Linked DNA regions of Danio rerio: region 2 is linked to region 1. Evidence: chromatin contacts called from public Hi-C data. All regions are on one chromosome and are shown on one strand. Each heading gives the region's core, a stretch centred on a gene start, on an enhancer-like site or on the middle of the called end of the contact. The rest is flanking DNA. Distances are from core to core; before and after follow the strand shown.

What was found. A called contact is a pair of places that touch in the nucleus more often than the background predicts.
Region 2: a Hi-C map of an unstated tissue shows a contact between it and region 1, with 2.5 times the contacts expected there. The contact joins the promoter of zbtb40 here to the promoter of nfya in region 1. A contact is called at or near these places in 2 of 18 Hi-C or Micro-C datasets (caudal fin and an unstated tissue).

The regions. Positions count from the first base shown.
Region 1 is chr11:38,674,905-38,678,779 of GRCz12tu, forward strand. nfya (nuclear transcription factor Y, alpha) reads right to left here and starts at 1,629. Exons shown (of 8, transcript NM_001082795.1): 1 at 1,557-1,629. It also overlaps a transcript of sort1a not described here.
Region 2 is chr11:38,845,560-38,849,434 of GRCz12tu, forward strand. It overlaps zbtb40 (zinc finger and BTB domain containing 40), which reads right to left and starts at 2,223. Exons shown (of 18, transcript XM_073916990.1): 1 at 1,135-2,223. The coding sequence starts at 1,311. It overlaps usp48 (ubiquitin specific peptidase 48), which reads right to left. Exons shown (of 28, transcript NM_001424089.1): 28 at 2,928-3,637. The coding sequence ends at 3,615.

The DNA of each region.
Region 1 (3,875 bases), core at 379-2,878:
GCATTCTTCAAAATATCTTCTTTTTTGTTTAACAGAAAAAAAGAAACTCAAATATTTTTTTTAAGTGAAGGGTGAGTAAATAATGGCAGAAATGTGATATTTAGGTGAACTATGCCTTTATTATAATAATGTAGTTATACATAGTTATAACTGTACATTATATGACTACAATACTTTTCAACAATTTCAATACGAGTCTGTTTTAGATTAATAAAATAGTATTGTTAGTCTTACAAATAAGGCACAAATGAAGCAAGAAAATATTAGGGGAAACTGTAGGGAGCTGCACATTTTTTCCCATGTGTGCCATTGTATTTTTATTTTTAATAGTTAGTTTTGTATTCGCACATTCGTCCAGTGACAACTTCTCACATGTCCGTGTATTGTGCTACTTTGAATATTGGGTCTGAAATTGCATTTAAATATGACTTTGACACAACATTAGCACTAACGTTACTTAATTGCCCCAAAACACTGTTGTACGTTAATATTGGCTGCTAATATGATTTCCCTGTTTAGGATTTGCAAAGGATACTTTTCTGAAATTATATTAAGGAGAAAATCTGAATGTGTGAATATAAAACCAGCGTTACCTCAACATTTTTATGTTGAGCTGTATGATTATGAAAATGACGTTCCTACAGGTTTACTATTTCTTTTGCATTCCATTACATAAAGTATTTGCAATTAAAACACTTTAAAATGGGCACTTTAATAACTAGCAGTAAAATATGAACATTACACAGTGTTTTATGTTCATAAAACACATAGGGTCATATTTCATGCATTTATTCTGCGCATGAAATACAAGTTAATAGCGTAACAACGTTTGGTCCTAAAATAAAACATAGGAAACGGCTGAAAATTGATTTTTATTACTAAAAGCAGCACAAAAGGTTTCGGTGCTAGTTTCTGTTACCATCCAATGTTATCTGTTGTTCAGTTTAACGAATCGCGTCTTTATATCCCAGACGTTTTTGTAGTGTGCAAACATTCAGGTTTCTCTCAATTAAAAGTAATTCTGCCAGCAGTTAACATATTCGACATCACCGTGTTTGTGTGTGTAAAAAAACACGCGGCGGTTCGTTTTCTCTTTGTCCGACATTGCTTGGGCTAACGTTACATTAGCAAAGCAACCTCAGTGTTATCACGCGTAATGATAGTTTTCCGCGTAAAGCAAACCTTATGACAGAAAACAATCAGTTGTGTAAGCAATTTGGTTGCTTTAAACCATCATATCGACATATTGTCTCCGTTTGACCGCTTGGACACTGGTAAAGTGTGAGAATGTAACAAAGAGCGACGCAAAACTGGGCCTCTCTGACAAGCTAGCTCTGCCTAAACAGCTAAAATAAACGATTCAACACCATTGTTTATCTTTTTAAGCACATATTGGTAGACATGCACGCGCGTGCCGTCCACACACTGGACCTTGACATACACAATCAGTACTATTCCTGTTTATAATGATTTTAGTCATTTGGTTGGTCGGTCACACACCAATCCCCAGCTAACCGACCGAGTCCCGTCCCCTCCCAGCAGCCGCGCTCACTCACCGTCTGCTCCGCCGCCCGTTTCACCTCTGATTGGCTCCGATAGCGGCGCCTGGAGCCCAATCACACAACTCGTCTCGATCAGGAGCCAAAATGGCGCACAGAGAAAAAAACCGATGAACAGAAGCTCCAACGCCCCTCCCGCAAGACAAAGGCCACACCCCCTTCAAACATATGCGTGTCTCACAAGACTGAGAGAATGTGAAAGGACAAAGAGAAATGCAGAGATGCAGAATTAATAAACGAGGACAATCTATATGGATAATAATCAAAAGAAACAAATAGTATGCATTACGACAAGAAGAGTTACAGAAACAAAAATGATCAATATAAAAATAGAACTTTTTTCATATTTGATATCGACATTTATAGTTTTTATTGCTGTATTTTTATTAGTACAATGATCTATCTATCTATCTATCTATCTATCTATCTATCTATCTATCTATCTATCTATATATATATATATATATATATATATATATATATATATATATTCCTGAATTTAAAAAATATATATTTCCCAAGTTATAAAAGTAAGTAAATAAATAATGAGAAAAATATTATGTACTGTCATCACAGTAAAGACAAAAGTAATAAGTTATAAGAAATTAGTTATTAACGCTATTATATTAGAAAAATGTGTAGAAATCTCTACATTCCACATGAAATATTTTAATGATTTAAATTAATATTAGTAATAATTTTGGCTTCAACTGTATATACAGTGACTGGCCATTTTATTATGAACACCTTACTATTACTGGTTTTGACCTAATTTTGCCTTCTGAACTGCCTTAATCATTTGTGGCAAAGATTAAACAAGGCACTGCAAATATTCCTCAGAGATTTTGGTCCATATAGACATGATAGCATCACGCAGTTGCTGCAGATTTGTCCGCTGTACATCCATGATGCTAATTTCCCGTTTCATTACATCCCAAAGGTGCTCTATTAGATTGAGCTCTGGTGACTGTAGAGGCCATTTGAGTACAGTGAACTTATTGTCATGTTCAAGAAACTAGTCTGAGATGATACACGCTTTATGACATGTCGTGTTATCTTGCTGGAAGTAGCAATGAGAAGATGGGTTCACTGTGGTCATAAAGGGATGGACATGGTCAGCAACAATACTCAGGAAGGCTGTGGTGTTTACACAATGCTCAATTGGTACTGATGGTCCCAAAGTGTGCCAAGAAAATATCCCCCAAACCATACACCACGACCACCAGCCTGAACCATTGAAATAAGGCAGGAAGGATCCATGCTTTTATATTGTTGACGCCAAATTCTGACCCGATCATCTGAATGTCGTAGCAGAAATTGAGACTCATCAGACCAGGCAACGTTTCTCCAGTCTTCTATTATCCAATTTTGGTGAGCCTGTGTGAATTGTCACCTCAGTTTCCTGTTCTTAGCTGACAGGAGTGGCACTTGTGTGACCACGGGTGTGGTCTTCTGCCGCTGTAGTCCATCTGCCTCAAGGTTGGACGTGTTGTGCGTTCAGAGATGCTCTTCTGCATTCGTTAGTTTTAACAGTGGTTATTTGGATCAGCTGTAACCAGTGTGGCCATTCTCCTCTGACCTCTGGAATCAACTAGACATTTGTTTGCACCCAGAGAACTGCCGCTCACTGCATATTTTTTTTCTTTTTCGGACCATTCTCTGTAAACCCTAAAGATGGTTGTGTGTGAAAATCCCAGCAGATCAGCAGTTTCTGAAATACTCAGACCAGCCCGTCCGGCACCAACAACCATGCCACGTTCAAAGTCCCTTAAATCACCTTTCTTGCACCCATTCTGCGGGTCAGTTTAAACTGCAGCAGATCGTCTTGACCATTGTCTACATGCCTGAGTTGCTGCCATGTGATTGGCTGATTAGAAATTTGCGTTAACAAGCTGTTGGACAGGTGTACCTAATAAAGTGGCCGGTAAGTGTACACACACAAAAAATATTTTAGCATGCAACTATTGTAATGCAAATCAGTTCAATTTAAAACGATTTCCTTCCAATCAACAAACGTAGACAGACTTCAAGAAGATTGTTTTTTTTAATTATTATTCTTGGCAGTCACATTTAATGGTACAGCATTTTACACTTTGACTTCAGAAAGTCCATCTGAAACTCGAGGACCCTTTATTCAACATGCAAACCCATCAATGAAATGTGTGGTCCACTGTCAACTATAACCCCTGAGGTATCTATTTATTATCTGTGCAACAAAAAAAAAAAAAAAGAAAGAAAATGCACTCGAATCAGATTACTGACTACACATTAGCTTATTTATGAATCGCCAACCAATACGGTCTAAAAATATACACT
Region 2 (3,875 bases), core at 973-3,472, 170 kb after region 1:
TCATTTCAAGCACTAATCTCACATTTTTTTATATCTTTATAAAGGAGAAACTGGTAACTCAGTATTTACAAGTAAATTACAAGTATTTAAAAGTTTAAAACTAAAGTTTGTGCTGAAAATTGCAAGAAAATTGTGAGGTAAGGGGTAAAATTAATTTAGTATTTTTTTATTGATTTAAAATATTTTTAATTAAGGAAAGATTTTTATTTATTAAATAAATGTCAGTGGAGAAAAATAACACTGGTTTTCTTATGAATTGTGTTTATTTTTATTTGGTTATTTTCTTTTGTTTTTGAGAAACCAAGACATTTCTCAAGTTACTTTTCAGCAACATTTTAGATTTTCATTATGAAAAGAAAAGAAGCAAACATATTGGGGAATTAAAATTTCTGCTTTTCATAGACAATATCAGCACAAAAGTAGTCATGAGAAGTCTATACTTATTCATTCATTTTCCTACAGCCTAGTCCCTTAAAAAGTAGGAAATCAGCGGTCGCCACAACGGAATGATCTAACGTTATAACTATTCAAGCATATGTTTTACGCAGTGGATGCTCTTCCAGCACAACCCAGCACTGGGAAACACCCATACACTCTCACATGCACACCTGCATTCATACACTAAAAAGGTGAAAATGTCAAGTTACAGCGCTATAGTAAAGGGCTATGAATGCACAGTGCTGTAGTCCAGTAAATGCTTCGTAACATATCAGGTCTTCAAGTCAGCAGTTCTAATAGTTTATAATATTTAGACAAAAATGAAGAAAACAAACAGCAATACATAAGATGAGCCATTATTTCGAGGTAGATATTTCAGCCTGTTTATTCCAAACACAATTAAAAGGAAAGCAATGTACACATTATATAACATAATCAGTATAAAAAGCCAATTAGAGGACTTTATCTTCATTACAATACTCATTTGGCTACACAGGCTAAGCTAAATGTGATATAACCACATGTAAGTTAACGAGTGACATTTCGGGGATCGGCTAACATGTGATGCTAACGTTACCTAATGCCAACAATAAAAGAGCTTTTGAAAAAAGAGCTTCATAAACACAAATTGCTCGATTTTGGAGCCAAATATTGTGACCTGCTAAAGTCCACAGCTAAACACTTCTACGCCTTTACCTTTAAATTCAAATGATCCGGCTCTTTATTTAAACTCCTTCGAAGGACAACATTCCGCTGCGAAATAAAGATTCGGCCACAAAACATTTTGATAGTGCGCATGCGCGTAAATATCTGCGGTCTCTCAGATGACATACTGCGCATGTGCTCTAGTATTTGTAGCGCCTTTGCACGCATGCGTATAACGAACAGCTGGTTTTCGGGAAAGGTTTAAAAGAAGGGTCATTAGAAATAGAAAGGCACAAATAACACTCCGTAGTCATCGATCTTCTTGTCACGTCCCTGGATCCTAAACCAATTAAAACAAGCGATAGCTACTGTGTATAAAACGTGAAAAATACATGGATGCGTTTACTGAACAAGTAATAATTTGGGATTTTTCACAACAGGTAACATATCATAAGTAAATGAGGTATGTGGGAGTTCTGCAAAAACATCTTGGTCATTTCGATACAAATTTAACGCAAAATAGTAACGTTATACATATAAACAAGCAGTGTAATTAAAGCATTTTTATCTTCATCTTACTCATAAACTTATAATAGCCATTGTACAGCATTTTCCAGATGATTACCCTGCTAAAAAACACCTTAAACCAGCCTAGGCTGGTTGGTTGGTTTTAGAGGAGTTTTAGCGATTTCCAGCCTGGTCTTCCAGCAGCTGATGATCAGGCTGGGAGATGACCAGCTAAAACCAGTTTGACCAGCCTAGCAGGCTGTAGTGTTGCCAACTTAGCAATTTTATTGCTAGATTTTGCAACTTTTCATGCTACCCTAGCAACTTTTTTTTCTCGCAAAAAAACCTAGCAACAAATTTAGCAATTTTTAACATTCATTTGGCTACTTTAAGCAATTTTTAAAAAGTGACTCAAAAGAGCAGTGGCTGAAGGCTTCACTCAGTAAATTGCTAGCTTTTTGTTAGTGTTTTTCATAGCTGTTAATTTCATGATATTTGTTAACATGTATAATTGTTGGTTATTTAGGTAGCAATAAATTCCAATAGTGCTATAATTGTTGTCACTTTCACAAATGTGTTAATTTCACAAGTTAAAAAGAGTGAGTACACAAGCTGTTGCTCATTATCAGTGTTATATTTAAAAAAAAAAAAAAATTCAAATCAAAAAGTGTTTACTTTTACTATTAGTCAACTATATTGTTCATACAAATCTAAATGGACGCATTTCAAATAATGCTTTTGCTGAGATGCCCAGTCAATTTGAGAGAACAAATTATTTCGTATAATACATAAAGATGTAGTTTGAGTTTTGATTACGCAATGACGTCATCACGCAAAGTAGTATGTTAATAAGAACCTATTTATTGTGCATCTGGATTTGACGTTTTAATTTAATATAATATAATACACTGCAAAGACTTTATGGGCTTGTTAGATAGTACGTGATGACGTCACTGATATGCAAATTAGTACCTGACACCATCTGGCAACATTTAGCTACTTTTCATTGAAAATAGTTGGCAACACTGGCAGGCTCGGAGCCCAGCCAAAACCAGCGATATTCAGCTTAAACCTGGCAGGCCAAGCTGGTTTTAACTGGTCCCAGTTTGACCAGCTAAGACCAGCCTGGAAATGGCCAAAACCTCTCTAAAACCAGGCTGGTTGACCAGCTTAAACCAGCCTAAGCTGGTTTAAGCTGTTTTTTTTCAGCGGGTTAGACAAGAAACAACAAATGAGGAATATGTTCAATGCTAAAAATAAAATCATAACATTATAGCAATGTGGCTAATCATTCCTACGTGACGATAAAACATATGTACTCATATAAAACAAATGTACATAGATGTAAAAAGAATATTTATTGCCCATATGAAAGAACATACAGAAAAGTTCACACAAATGTCTGCTTAATTGTTCAAGTAGCAGAACATGTCTAAACTATTTAGCAATGCTGAAACATCTCCCACTTCTGGAAGCGTCTCCTAATTATCCTCATCTTTATAGACGTCTCTTCACTGCTGTATTTTCGACGAGGTTATTTACATTAATGAAACAAAGACTAATTTTTTTATTTTATTATTCTTTTTTTAATATTCAAGTTGCTCATGCACTCTTAAATATGTAAGAGCTCTATTGCAGTGCCGTCACAAGCTTCTTTTCAACAAAGGATTTACAGAGACGTACTGTTTCACACACAAAATATGATCATAATCTCTGAACACGACATTGCGACAAGCGAGGAGGAATTCAGATTTTCCTTGAAATGGAACATCCTTCGAGGAAATGTCGACCCGTATTTTTCACAGTCATGGTTACGCACGACCACAAAACCTTGCAGAATGCATCAACATCTTTCAATATTAAAAGCCAACACGATGTTTCTTAAAGCAAAACAACATTTCTGAAGTTGTCGCAACATTCAAAAACAAATAAAACGACCAAACAAAAGGAGAATTCATCCCAAGAATGAACATCTATGTTTAATTCAAGCTTTATCCTTGCTCAGACGTCATCAGCATTGTTCCTCAGTGTCCTAAAAGCCCAGTGCCTGGCAAAAGAAAAACAAGTATGGCAGAGTCTGAAAACTGCTTGATAATATTGCATTCCTGATACTTTTATAAAGACTTTAAAGGTGCTGTGTGTAAGTTCTTGACTCTTCTAAAGCATAAAAGTACCATAATATATTTGCAGATAATTAAGAATCATGTTAAGTGAACATTCTTGTTTATCTGAAAAACAATACTGAAGTCAGATATTCCGCTTTGAAAATGTGAGTTATGTTTGTT